2 separate regions of the Hordeum vulgare genome follow, and region 1 is linked to region 2. Evidence: chromatin contacts called from public Hi-C data. All regions are on one chromosome and are shown on one strand. The core of a region is the stretch at or near the end of the contact, and the rest is flanking DNA. Distances in the headings are between cores, read along the strand shown.

What was found. Hi-C and Micro-C count contacts between places; a contact is called where the count stands out from the background.
Region 1: a contact with region 2 is called in a Hi-C map of seedling, with 7 times the contacts expected there. The contact joins the promoter of LOC123395341 here to the promoter of LOC123398564 in region 2. A contact is called at or near these places in 2 of 6 Hi-C or Micro-C datasets (leaf and seedling).

Annotation. Positions count from the first base shown.
Region 1 is chr5H:457,968,389-457,974,945 of MorexV3_pseudomolecules_assembly, reverse strand. It overlaps LOC123395341 (junctophilin-4-like), which reads left to right and starts at 3,038. Exons shown (of 3, transcript XM_045090335.1): 1 at 3,038-4,026; 2 at 4,226-4,454; 3 at 4,551-5,065. The coding sequence starts at 3,191. The coding sequence ends at 4,715.
Region 2 is chr5H:457,709,793-457,716,236 of MorexV3_pseudomolecules_assembly, reverse strand. LOC123398564 (thylakoidal processing peptidase 1, chloroplastic-like) reads left to right here and starts at 1,777. Exons shown (of 6, transcript XM_045093024.1): 1 at 1,777-2,934; 2 at 3,027-3,095; 3 at 3,181-3,249; 4 at 3,387-3,473; 5 at 3,979-4,046; 6 at 4,141-4,674. The coding sequence starts at 2,107. The coding sequence ends at 4,264.

The DNA of each region.
Region 1 (6,557 bases), core at 1,789-4,288, 260 kb before region 2:
AACATTTTTATTTCCATGCACTCATTTTCATAATAATTTGATTAGTCAAGAATTGAAAGCAATCACTTTTTTCCATACCCACATTTGCAAGCAACCCCAAATGTTTTTCATTGAGAGCTTCAGTCATAATATTTAGAATCGTACAAATTTGTGCTTTATTTTCCGCTTTTGTATTGAGACTAAAAATTTGTTGGACTTTTCAACGCTCACCATTTGACCCGAGGTGACACATTAAGAATCCATGACTAATTTGAGTGCCTCTGCATTCTAGCATTGGCTTGCACAAGATCAAAGAGTCATTAGCAAATAGAAGATTTGAAATTGATGGAGCATCTCTATTAACCTTTATTCCAGAAATATTTTCATTCTCCTCCGCATTAGCTAAGAGAGCAGTCGGTCCCTCCGTACTTAACAAGAATAAGTATGGAGAGAGAGGATCTCCTTGCCCTCAATCTTCTCATATGTTTAAAACATTCAGTTTCTTCAATATTAAAACGACCCGATATTCCATAGAGAGTCACATTAGATAATTAAATCCACCCAGTTCTCTTGAAAACTCGGTTCCAACATATTTTCCTTCAAAAAAGACCACTCCACTCGGTCATATGCTTTGTGCACGCCCAGTATGATAGCCCACATGCTCTCTTTACCAGTCTTTTTTTTCTTTATTTTATGGTAGCACTCATTTGCCGCTAAAATATTGTCTGTAATCATTCTTCCAAACACAAACGCCTCTCTCAGTCGGGTTGATAATATCTGATAGGATTATCTTCAAACGAGCATCAATCATTTTTGAGATAACCTTATACACCACATGGCATAAACTGATTGGTCTAAACCGAGTTACCTTTTCGGGGAAATTAACCTTTGTGATCATTACAATTGCAATATTATTCCACCCATCATGTATAGAACAAGTAACCGCATGTAGTACCTCTTCGATCAAGTCATTTCCCAACATAGACCAAAACCTTTTGTAAAAATAGTGTGGATACCATCTGAACACGGTGTTTTTAAATCACAAATATCAAATAGAACCCTTCTAACCTCCTATGTCGTATAGGGAGCGAGAAGAGTATTATTCATTTCATCGATTACTTTCCTTTGGACAAGAGATAGAATCTTTGGGTTCTTTGTCTCTTTATCCTGCACCCAAACACCATTGTCATCAAGCAATTTTGTAATCTCACTTCTTTTTGTTCTAGTCGTTGCCACATTATGAAAAAGAGGTATTGCGGTCACCATGCAACAACTAGCGTGCACAACCACGTTGTAAGGAGTAGATCTCTTGTTGCTCCAAAAGATTTTCAGTGAGAACAAGAATTTCCTTTTGTCACACTTGAGAATCCGCATTCACCCCTTCACAATATTTTCAAATCTTATTTGAGCTTATTAATTCTTCTTTCTGGTCCCTCCAAAATATCATGATCCCAAGTATTCAAATCCACATGCACCGCCCAAGTACGATTAGCAATAGACGGCCCAATACCCAACATATTTGCTTTGTTCCACGATGTACGTACAATAACCACAACTATTTCTTGTTTGAGCCATTGACCTTCAAATTGTTTCGCTCGGCTCCTTGGGCGATTAAACATATTCCCATCATAATATTCTGTGTGTAGGATAAGAGGACGATGATCAGAGTGTACATGTTCTTCATTTATGACCACAACCCGGAGAAAATTATGATTAGACGAGGGGAATATCTAGTTGCATGTGAGTCACCTCGTGAGGAGGAGAAAACAAGTGCGAGATCCCTATAACCTGATTTGTAGCAAATGGTGTTGCCATGGTTGCATGTTTAGATCAACATAAATGTGTTTTCTGTGCCCCTCATGATTGATGAGAGCGAGAGCACAATTTTGCCAAATATATATACTCAAAACTCGTCGTTTTTAGTTTCTTCAAATCTTCAATTCCTCATTTGTACATTTCTTATCTTACGATTGACGAGATCACATAAAACTAAGAGCCCAAATTTTCTTCTTCTTGTGAAGCTATGTTAATTCATAACCGGGCCAGGTTTAAACTCTTGTCGGGCTCGGCCCGCGTCTTTTCTACAAAAAGAGTGGAAAGCACATCCAAGCCTCAATTTGTCGGAGCTATATGTTCTGCTTTGGTAATTATATTATATTATATTATTGGCACGATAAGTATGGTAGTAGAAGAAAAGTAGTAGTAGAGTGAAAGTTGCGGAGCGCTCTTTACTACTGTACCAGCACTAGCATTTTCTTCCCATCCATCTGTACTCCGCGAGCGCAATATACATTACCCCAAAAACCCACCCGTTTCACTTCCATATACTACTACAACAGAGAAAAGGCGTGCTCTCAAAAGACAGCGAGAAAGCATCAGGACACGACAGTTTATATTAACCCAAAAGTCCAGCGGTCAAAAAAGGCAATGCGCCAATGCACGCGGTGCCAGCCAGGAGGAGCCCCCAGCCGTTTCCAAGCCGTGCCGCACACGGCCACGGCCACGGCCGTCTCCATCCCCCCGCGCGCGCCAGTCCAGTTCGTTTTTCGGCCCCGTCGCCGCCTCCACCACTGTCCCTCCCTCCAACCGAAAGCGCCCCTCGCTCCGCCGCACATGCCAAGCCCCTTGGACGCACTCGCCTCACCGCACCGCACCGCGCCGCGCCCTACCCTACCCCTCTCCTCTCCTCTCCTAGCAGGGATTCAGATCCGAAACCCGCGGGCCCCACGCTCACACACAAAGCGCTCCCGGTCGGGTCGGGTCGGGTCGGGTCCGGGTCCGGTCCCGGCCAGCCCTCCGCGCGCAGGGACCAATCAAACACCCCCGCGAAACACCCGGGTCGCCATCCCGTGGGATCCGTCAACGACCCACTGACCCATCCCGAGCGCCCCACATGGCAGCGTCCCCAGCGCACCGCCTCCATACCGGGCCGGGCCGCCGCGGCATGGGGGCAGGAGCAGGATCCGCTAAGCCGCTTCCGGGTCTTAGGTCGGCGCCCGAGCTGGTCACCTCCCCCCGGTAGTTATAAGAGACCCCTCAGCCCGCCCTCCCCTCCTCTCTTCTCTCCGCTCCACCCACTCCCACCTCTGCTCCCCTCTCTGCTCCCGTCCCGATCTGCGTTCGCGGCCCCGGGGGCTCTCACGCCGGCGGCCGGCAAGATCCGTCAGAAATTGAGGAGCGCGACGGCGGCGGGGAGCGGCGGCGGCGAGCAATGGACGGCCACAACGGGGGCGGCGCGTGCGCCGGCGCCGGCAAGCTCACGCGGACGCCCTCCTCGCTGCTGCGCTCCCCGACTGTGCGCAACTGCTCCTCCTTCCAGGCGGTGCTGGTGGAGGACCCGGAGCCCGACGACAAGAAGTCGCAGGCCGCGGCGCAGCGCAAGGCCCCGCACCCGCACGCCGGCCCGGCCCACCCGGCCCTCGTCCTCGCGCTCCCGCTCGCCCTGCTCCTCCTGCTGCTCCTCCTCCGCGACGACCTCCACCTCCTCCTCCTCGCCGCCGCCGCCACCGCCGCGCTCGCCGCCGCCGCCGCAGCCGCGCGCCTCCTCCGCGGCCGCCTGCGGATGCGCCGCTCCCCGCAGACAGGCTCCGTGCAGTGGTTCATCGGCGACGACGACGACAAGCCGCACCACGCCCGGGACACCAGGGGCAAGGCCGCCGCCGCGCACGGCCGCGTCGTGCGGGAGGGCGTCGAGTTCTACAGCAATGGGGACTGCTACGAGGGTGAGTTCCACAAGGGCCGCTGCAACGGCAGCGGCGTCTACAACTTCTTCGGCAAGGGCAAGTACGAGGGCGACTGGGTTGACGGCAAGTACGACGGCTACGGCATCGAGAGCTGGGCGCGCGGCAGCCGCTACCGCGGCCAGTACCGCCAGGGCCTCCGCCACGGCCACGGGGTGTACCGATTCTACAGCGGCGACTGCTACGCGGGCGAGTGGGCCGGCGGCCAGAGCCACGGCATCGGCGCGCAGACCTGCTCGGACGGGAGCTCCTATGTAGGGGAGTTCAAGTGCGGCGTCAAGCACGGCCTTGGCAGCTACCATTTCCGGTGAGCATATTGCCAAATTCCCTGCTTTGATTTGGTCACGCCACTGTTTCCATATCTCAGCAACTGTTCGATTGCTTCATTAATACTAACCCCAACCACCTTATTATATATCTTCATCTTCATCATCACAGTAATAGTTCAAGCAACATCGGTGAGAAATTCCTAGTAATTTCTGACGTTCTGTTGCAATTTGTTTCAGAAATGGCGATCGCTTCGCCGGGGAGTACTTTGGGGACAAGATCCATGGGTTTGGGGTCTACCGCTTTGCCAATGGCCATTGCTACGAAGGCTCCTGGCATGAAGGCAAGAAGCAGGGATTCGGAATGTACACCTTTCGGAATGGCGACAAGCGATCGGGGGAGTGGGACTTTGGGACTCTCAAGAGCCCCCTGCCTCCCACCGATCCTTCCGTTGAGCGTGCCGTGCAGGTATTAAACCGATTTGCTTACACATAAAATCGCCCCCTAGGAGTCTTTACCTCTGCAAATCCTTGTGGAATTCTAATGGTTCCATTGTATGATCAGGCTGCACAACGGGCCGCGGAGAACGCCTTCCACCTGCCGAGAGTCGATGAGCAGGTGCACAAGGTGGTCATGGCCGCGAACAGGGCAGCCACGGCGGCCAGGGTGGCGGCGATCAAGGCAGTCCAGAACAGGATGGACGGGAAATTCTGCGATACCTATGTGTGAAGAGCGTGTGTGTTGAAGAAAACATGCCCCTTTCTTCTAACTGTACATTAGGGTAGTGGAGGACAATAACACTAATCGGTGAGAGTTTCAGACGACGACGACGACGAAGACGACCGGGGCGGCACAACCGCTTGCTCCGAGTCAGAGAGAGATCTGATCGGATCAGCAACAAAGAGGGAGCCTCCGAGGAGGAGCGGAGCTGACAAGTTTTGCATTTCAAAAACAGCTCAGATTCTGCGACGATCGCGATCGCGATCGATCGGTGGTCCCTTTCTTTCCCCCCTTCCAGCAAGCTGTAAATTGTACATAGATCCAAGTGTATCAATGGAAGAGCTGATTGATCATTTCCAGCTGATGAGTCTTTCCCTTCCTAGTTCATGCCACTTGCTGCATATCCTAAGTAGAGCAAGTTCCTCTGTGTGCATTGCACTTGCACATACCACGAATGTGCTTGCACCTGCAACATTTTCATCGCACCGATCTGAATCTTGACTGTGCCTGGGGTTGGACACCATGTGCAGTGATTCCCCATTTTGCAACGGTAGTAGTACAAGGAGGAGATGCACATGGGGGATTGTGAATAATTTCCTCCGGTCCTGCAACTTGTTATTAGCTTTGATAATGTTGGCCCCTACTATGATAGTTAGTAGCAGTATTATATTTCCAGTACCATTTGCTGTCTATCCATTCCCCGCATCTGAGCCCCACCGTGTTGATTCAAAACCAGCAGCGATTCATAGCCTTTGGGTCCCCGTTGCTGCCCCAGATTTTCCCACCAGAAACATGAATGCAGGGGGAAGAAAAGAATCATGCAAATGTTAGGCTGTCACGATTCGCGCTGCTGTGTGCCCGGGGGGGGAAGTGCTGTTGCTATATCCTATCCACATCCATTTTCTGGATCAGGACAATCATACTACCAACCAACCAATGATCCCGCTGCATTATGTTGCATGCATATGCTTATATTCCATAATGTCAGAAATCCCAATTATTCTGAATGTTTCGTGGCCGCTCTTATCTCCGCGCCGCTCTTGGCTCTCCTTCACGTTAGCATCCATTGGGAACATGTTGTTGCTGCGCCCTAGTAGAATCCTATAAACATGTCATGGTCTAAATAGTTGCTGATAGTGGCCTCAAGTACAGACCAAGCAGAGCTGATCTCGGGGCTTGTGATAGTACTTAATAGTAGCCCCTACATTGTCCTAGACAAAACCTGCTTAGCTTACGTAGGAGCATGAATTGACTTAACCATCCAATCCAAGGCCCAACGCTGGATTCCTCATCTCAAGGCGCCTCTGCCATCCACTGTTTCTTTCTCTCAGTCACTGGCTTGCCATGCCTTCCTCCACTGTGTGGTGCCAGTGTGTGCATGCATGGCAAGAGCTCCTGTTCTTCTTCTCTCTACAGCAGGATCAAAAACGTGGGCGGGAAGAACCAACGGCGGCCGGCAGCTTCTCCTGTTTCTGCCTCCGTTTGAACGAAAAGCAGGAGGAGCCAACTTGCGCTTTTCATTGCAACGTCTTTTCCCCTTTTGCGCAGATGCAGCAGGGGTCTATAGACATGATGATTATCGGCCTCGCACAAAGGCTAATTGCAAACCCGGCATGACCCTAACGCATCGCTAATTATATACAGTATATAATCTGCTCGCTTATTCTATGCTCAGGGCTTCAATCATACCAGCGACGTGCCTAAAAACTAAGAGGAGCGTCTGTTCATGATATGATTGTTGTGTTTTGTTTTGATGCTTGATGAAACCAATTTTCCCTTGACTTGTTCGTCCGTTTTGGAACATGGAGAAATTCCTCTAAGAAAGAACGTAGCACTATTATTCTCTTAATA
Region 2 (6,444 bases), core at 528-3,027:
ACTGGGTGGTTTTCAGGCGCTGTCCACGTCTCACCTCCCCCGCAGATCACACACGGGCACGGTTGTCTTCGCCACGTTGCAGCCACGCAGAGCTGGCCAAATCTAGGAAGCCCTCGGTGACCGGAAAGCGTCCGTTCCTGTGTCCTTCCCTGCAAGTTCTAGCCATTTTTCTTTTTACATCCAATGCAAGGAAGATTCATCCACCTTTGGAGCGTCGAACATTTCACTGCAGCCGAACATGTCTAGCAGCAGCAGTAGTAGTAGCTACTGTTTTCTACTCCTAGTTAGGCAGGATCGGCTGAATTTGTTGTTGCATCGCTGTGGCACCGCACCGGCGCTCGTCATCTGATCGCGATCGCGACGGCTGGTCGCCCTTGCTCCTGCGCTGCGCGGAAGCCAATCGTCAGCGCTTACGACTGCCCCGACATCCGCGGCTCAGGATATATATATATATGTCCTTGTTATTAAGGAATCTTTTCGCTGGTGGATCACGGTTTTCCTACTCTCATCTCATCTTAATTCGTTGATGATGGTTGACATACTAGTGGAATTTGACCGGCTTTGCTTTACTGCCATGACCGCCAATCTCTGCCCGCTGAACCGACGCATGTTGCGCTTGTTTGACCCTCGCGTCTTTAAGGTAGAGAGAATCAATCCTCGTTGCATGTCAAACAAACAAACAAACGCTACTCCTCGCGGCTTTTGTTCTACTTTTGTGCCACCATCATAAGCCATACTACTTCTTCAGCCTCCTCGAGAATGCATGGGAACGCGCTGCCCCCCGTTTTCCCGATCCAGTTATCCGGTCGAAGCAAAAGCAATTCTGGTTGCCACCGTGTCCAACCAATCACTGGCCGCCTGGCCTCACTCACTGGGACACTGGAAGTTGCCGAGAAGCAGCCGAGCTATACCGATCACGTGCTGTAATAAAGCGACGGAGCCACTATGCACATTTAAAAAAAAAACATTGCTTCACGTTACCACCAACGGAGCCACTACAGACAAGCTGCAGCGGCGTTTAGTAGTCGCGACCTGCCTCTGCCTCTGCCTCTGCCTGGTCTAATTTGGCCTCGTTAAACTTTTCGACTCGTTTTCGCATTTCCATGGCAGCGGCGACGGACGGGCGGTTGAGCTTCGTCGTTTTTCCCCATGGTTTGCAAGATTCCTAAAACGTTTCAAAATAATAATAAAAAACAAATCCTCAAACGCAGGACGGCAGGAACATGCAAAGCTAAACTAGAATGAAATGTCATGGCGCTTTCGGCAAAGGAAATATGGGTTACCTCCCACCGAATGAGTTTCGTCAGAATGCTTGGAATGGATCAAGGATAATACGAGCAACCATGCAAGTCTAGAACTTGAAACTGGATGGGCCGGTCCCACCACGCAAAAATACGCGCCGATCGAGGCATTTTTTACGGTGTCATTTATAACCGACGACTTCTACAATTTCCCTGTTTCACAAAGACATTCAAATATTTTGCTTTAAAAAAAAAAAGACATTCAAATATTTTCTTCTACCGGTTTTGCATGGTGCAAATGTACTGCTTACTTGCAACTTAGAACCCAAAGCTCGGTACGAGATTCAAGTAGTAATAAGTTTGCTCATTTCTCACTGTTTTCTGCTGTTCGTTGAACTCATTTCAAATACACTTTTACTTGGACGCTGAAGCCATTTCCAGTATTACCTCAAAAACACTTGGGATCGCCACCTCACTGTCAAACAAACAGTGAGCGCGCACGCGTCTATAAACAGCACCCGCCACTCCGCCCCGCGCTTTCCCTCCCCCACAACACCCACACCGCCGCCTACCCCATTGACCGCCGCCGTTGACCTCGCCCTCCGGCGAGGCCGACTCGCCGGCAACCAGCCCCGCCTCCTCCGACTGACCCCACCTCACCTCCCCCGAGCCGCCACCTACCGACCCACCGCGCTCTCCCCCGGCTCGACGCCGCCTCGCCATCCCCCGCGCAGCCGCCCCGCCTGTCGAACACCGACGGCATGGTCTGCAATCAGTAGCCGACTGCGCCTCCCGTAGCTCCTTCTCCCCCGACCGCCCCATCCAGCTCCTCTCGGTAACACTACGGCTCCTCTGCTTGCTCGCCATGGCGATTCGCATCACCGTCTCCTACTCCGGCTACGTGGCGCAGAACCTCGCCGCGTCGCTCGGCCTCCGCTGCGGGTCCTCCGCCTCCGCCGGGTGCCGCTTCCTCCAGGAGGGGTCGTGGCGCCCCTTCTGCATCTTCACCTCCTCTCGCCACCAGCCCGACCGCCTCCGGACCAGCGCCGGTGACCGCCATGACACCGCCGACGACCACAACCACCCCAAGCCCCAGGCCCTCGCCGCCGCCGCCGCCGGAAGCCACTCCCTGTTCCCTTCGAGGCCCTACTCTTCGTCCAAGCCGCCGCCGCCGCCGCCTCTCGTCGTGGGATTGCTGTCGCTGCTCGCCCAGGGTTCGACGGCGGGGTCGTCGACGGCTGGAATCTCCGGCGCCGCGTCTCTGGCAGGCTCGTCGTCGATTTCGATCGGGCTGTTCAACCCGGCGCACCTCCTCCCGTTCTTGCAGACCGCGAGGTGGCTCCCCTGCAGCGACCTTGCCCCCTCCTCGTCTTCCGCGCCGTCGTCCCTTCCTCCCTCGCCGCCGCTGCCTTCGATCCGTCCCTTCAACAAGACGTTGGGTGCTGTTCCAGCCGCCGGAGCTTCTGCTTCTGCTTCCGGCGCAATTGCCCGAAACATCGGTGCCAGTGCCGCGATGAGCAGGAGCAACTGGCTGTCCAAGTGGGTGAGCTCATGCTCCGACGACGCCAAGACGGCCTTCGCCGCCGTGACCGTGCCGCTGCTCTACAGCTCCTCCCTCGCTGAGCCGAGGTCTATTCCCTCCAAGTCCATGTACCCCACCTTCGATGTCGGTGATCGGATTCTCGCCGAGAAGGTAAAACATTTTAGGGAGAATTGTGATCTGATGATTAATTTGGTATTTTGCTTACTGGTTTCTGATCTTTGCTGTGATAATTTTATCCACAGGTGTCATATGTGTTCCGGGAACCGGAAATCTTGGACATTGTGATCTTCCGTGCTCCCCCAGCTCTTCAGGTGTGATGTTTTCCGGTCTCTCTAATTTAGTTTTCACACGATTCATAGTGAAATTGATGCTAACTTGAATGCAATGTTATGGCAGGATATGGGCTACAACTCAGGTGATGTGTTCATCAAGAGGGTTGTGGCCAAGGGAGGGGACTACGTCGAAGTAAGCTTTTATACCAATGGTCGTGCCTTGTGTTTGTTTCTTTGCGTTTGTTACTAATTGTTGTCCTACAAAAAGTTTGATTCTTTTGCTTGAGGCCTTGAGCTATACTAACAGTTGTTCCCTTGATTCTTCAATAGGTGCGTGATGGCAAGTTACTGGTAAACGGGGTACTTCAAGATGAAGAATTTGTGCTGGAGGCACACAACTATGAGATGGAACCATTGGTATGTTATTGTTATCTTCTGTCTCTAGTCTCTAGTGTCTACCACGACATATTTTGTAAGTATGTTGTAGCTGTACATCACATGATCTTTGAATATCCAGGCTTTGTTTGCGATCGCTGTGCTGAACTCGGTTGAATTGTGGGATCTGTAGTTAGTAAAAAAATTAGTTTACTAATGCAAATAATATTTTCCTCTTAATGTCTAAAGAAGAGATCTTTCTAGCCAACTGTTATACCAAATGAAAAGCCAATGCAATGACAGAAGGAGCCTTGGTTGAGCAGATTCCATGGAAATGTTGGATTTGTGCTCAAAGCAAACAGAGCCTGAAATTTTAGAATGAATTTGGCATAAAAGTTATCACTTATGTTACGTACCCGCCCCGCTAGTAGCATAGAATATCTCACCGAGCGTTGCGTATCTCCTTGTATGTTCAGACATGACAATGCCTATAGAGATGTCAGCCTTTCTGATTTCGTCCAACTAATCACTGCTGTTATTCTTGCAGCTTGTACCGGAAGGGTATGTGTTTGTGCTGGGAGACAACCGTAACAACAGCTTGGACTCCCACAACTGGTATGCTTCCGAACCAAGATCTGTTATCATCCTATATAAGCTTCAGATACATAAAATTCAGGTCTGATTTCTTTTGTGACCTGTGATGTTTCAGGGGCCCTCTTCCCGTGAGGAACATACTCGGGAGATCCGTGTTCCGGTACTGGCCACCGTCGAAGATAACGGATACAAGATACTACCAACCTGAAGCAGCGCTCTACGCGGTGGGGATGTCTTGACGAGCAGTGCCTCCGGCGACGCCGTGGCAACCAATGCGCTACGCCGATGGGCTGAGCTTCGATCCTCTCGTTTCATACGACGTCGTTGCTGTTCTTCGGGCGTTTGTATTTAGAAGTGTGAATTCCCTTTCCATTTGTTTTTTCGCTTGTTAAAACCACGAAAAGCTTAAGAGTCTTCAGAGGCTGAAAAACGGTCCCTGGTTATGTGTTGTAGAGAGCGGCCGCTGAGGTAGGGAACATTCATTTATTTTGCTTCAGGGCTGGACGATTTTGTTCTGCTTCCAGCAAGCTGGCTGGGAGATGTAAGGTACAGTAGTATATTTAAAAAGAGAAAAAAAAATGTAAGGTACGGTATATGTATATTAATATTAAAGAAAAAGGACAAATGCATGCAATGGCTGCTTTGTGAATTTGTTGTTTGTTTACTGAAACAGTTTTCTTTTTTGCTCACTGTCTGAACTGAGCTGGCATTGTGATTTAGTGAAGTGGTGTAGTCTGAAATTTCACCTGAATCATGGGTGAATTACTGCATTCTTTTAGCATGACAGTCATTGCACTCTTTTCGTATCACGTGAGTTGTGCAGCATCCCGTGCCGTTTACCGTTTCTGTCGCGCCATGTTCGATCGGAAACAGCCATAACAACATCCTAGGAAAGGTAACCAAAACGACACCAGATAACTGTTTTTAGGCCAACACGACCACAAATGGTGCGGCGCGGCCGTGTACGTTTGCGGATAAACAAACACAAAGCCCGGTCCAACACACGGAAGTAAGTGGACATTTGTCTGTTCTCTGTCCGTTTTTGTCTCATTTTCGATTTAAATTTAGGCCAAGTTTGCGTCAAAACGGACCGCGCGCGGCTGGACGGGATTCACACCCTTGTCCCCTGGCCCGTCCGTCGGGAACATAGGTGTCCATATTTTCTCTCCTCCCCCAAAACCCTCGCACGCCCCCCACTCCTTCCTCCGCCGTGCCCTCGAAGAAGCTGTGGTCGAAGCTCACGCCGGAGGAGCTGGCGCACCTCGACCGTGAATCAACCAAGCGGAGGGAATGGCGGAGCGCCGCGAAATATAGGAAGGCCGCGGACGAGTACTCCACCAAGGTCGGAGCAAGAAGAAAGCCATTCAGTGCAAATACGATGTCGAGAGGAACGACGAGCTCCGCAAAGGCATCTACGGCGAACACCCTCATGATGCCTTGGTATTACCGACCGTCGTCGACCATTCTCTCCGCTATCGCAATGACCGCGGCGAGCACATGCTCGTCGGCCGTTCGGGCACCGCATGGTGAGTCATCGGCCTCCTCCGTAACCCTGAAGACATCAATGTATTGAGTTCATGAAGAAACAGTAATGCCTTAAGAACGATGACATGATGTAGGCAAGATCTATTCATGTAAGAATAGACCCCATCGTTTTATTCTTGATAGCAACGGTACATGCCTCTCGTGTCTCTTTCTCTCACTGAGATTGAGCATCGCAAGATCAAACTCATCACAAAGCACCTCTTTCCATTGCAAGATAAAAGATCAAGTTGGTCAGACAAAAATCAAATATCGAAGAAGAAATACGAGGCTATAATAATCAAGCATGAACATGTTTCCCATTTACGCCCGTGCGCGACTGCGATCTTGGGCGCTTCCGCTCTGCCTCCCCTGGCCACCTTCTGGCCACCATCCGACCACCATCCGACCACCATACGACTACCATCCGGCCACCATCCGGCCCCCATCCGGCCACCATCCTTCTGGGTTGTACGGTAGATAGGATCGAGGGTCAGATGATCTTCTGACTGAGATGTCTCCCGAGGCGATAGGTGAGGCGACAGAAGAGGCGACCGGCACGGTGACCGACAATGAGATCCAAGCGCTGTGCGGGTCGATCGCTAGGAAGCGGGTGGCGGCTGGAGATGCGATCGGCGAGGAGACAGGCGGCCTGGCTGCCGGTGGCTACGATGAGATCCGTGACGGTGACGGTGAGGAAGCTGTCGTTCCCTCCCATCGCCGGTGGGAGGTTACGTACGAAGATTCTACCATTGAATCTCCGAGGGTTCTCCATGGTTTCATCTCCCTCCATCTTCCTTCTCTTTGGATCACCGTTAGAGATGCAGAGGACGATATACTAGCAGGTAGATACCTGCAAAAGCGCGAATGTCCCAGGGTTGGACATGTTCTTGAGATT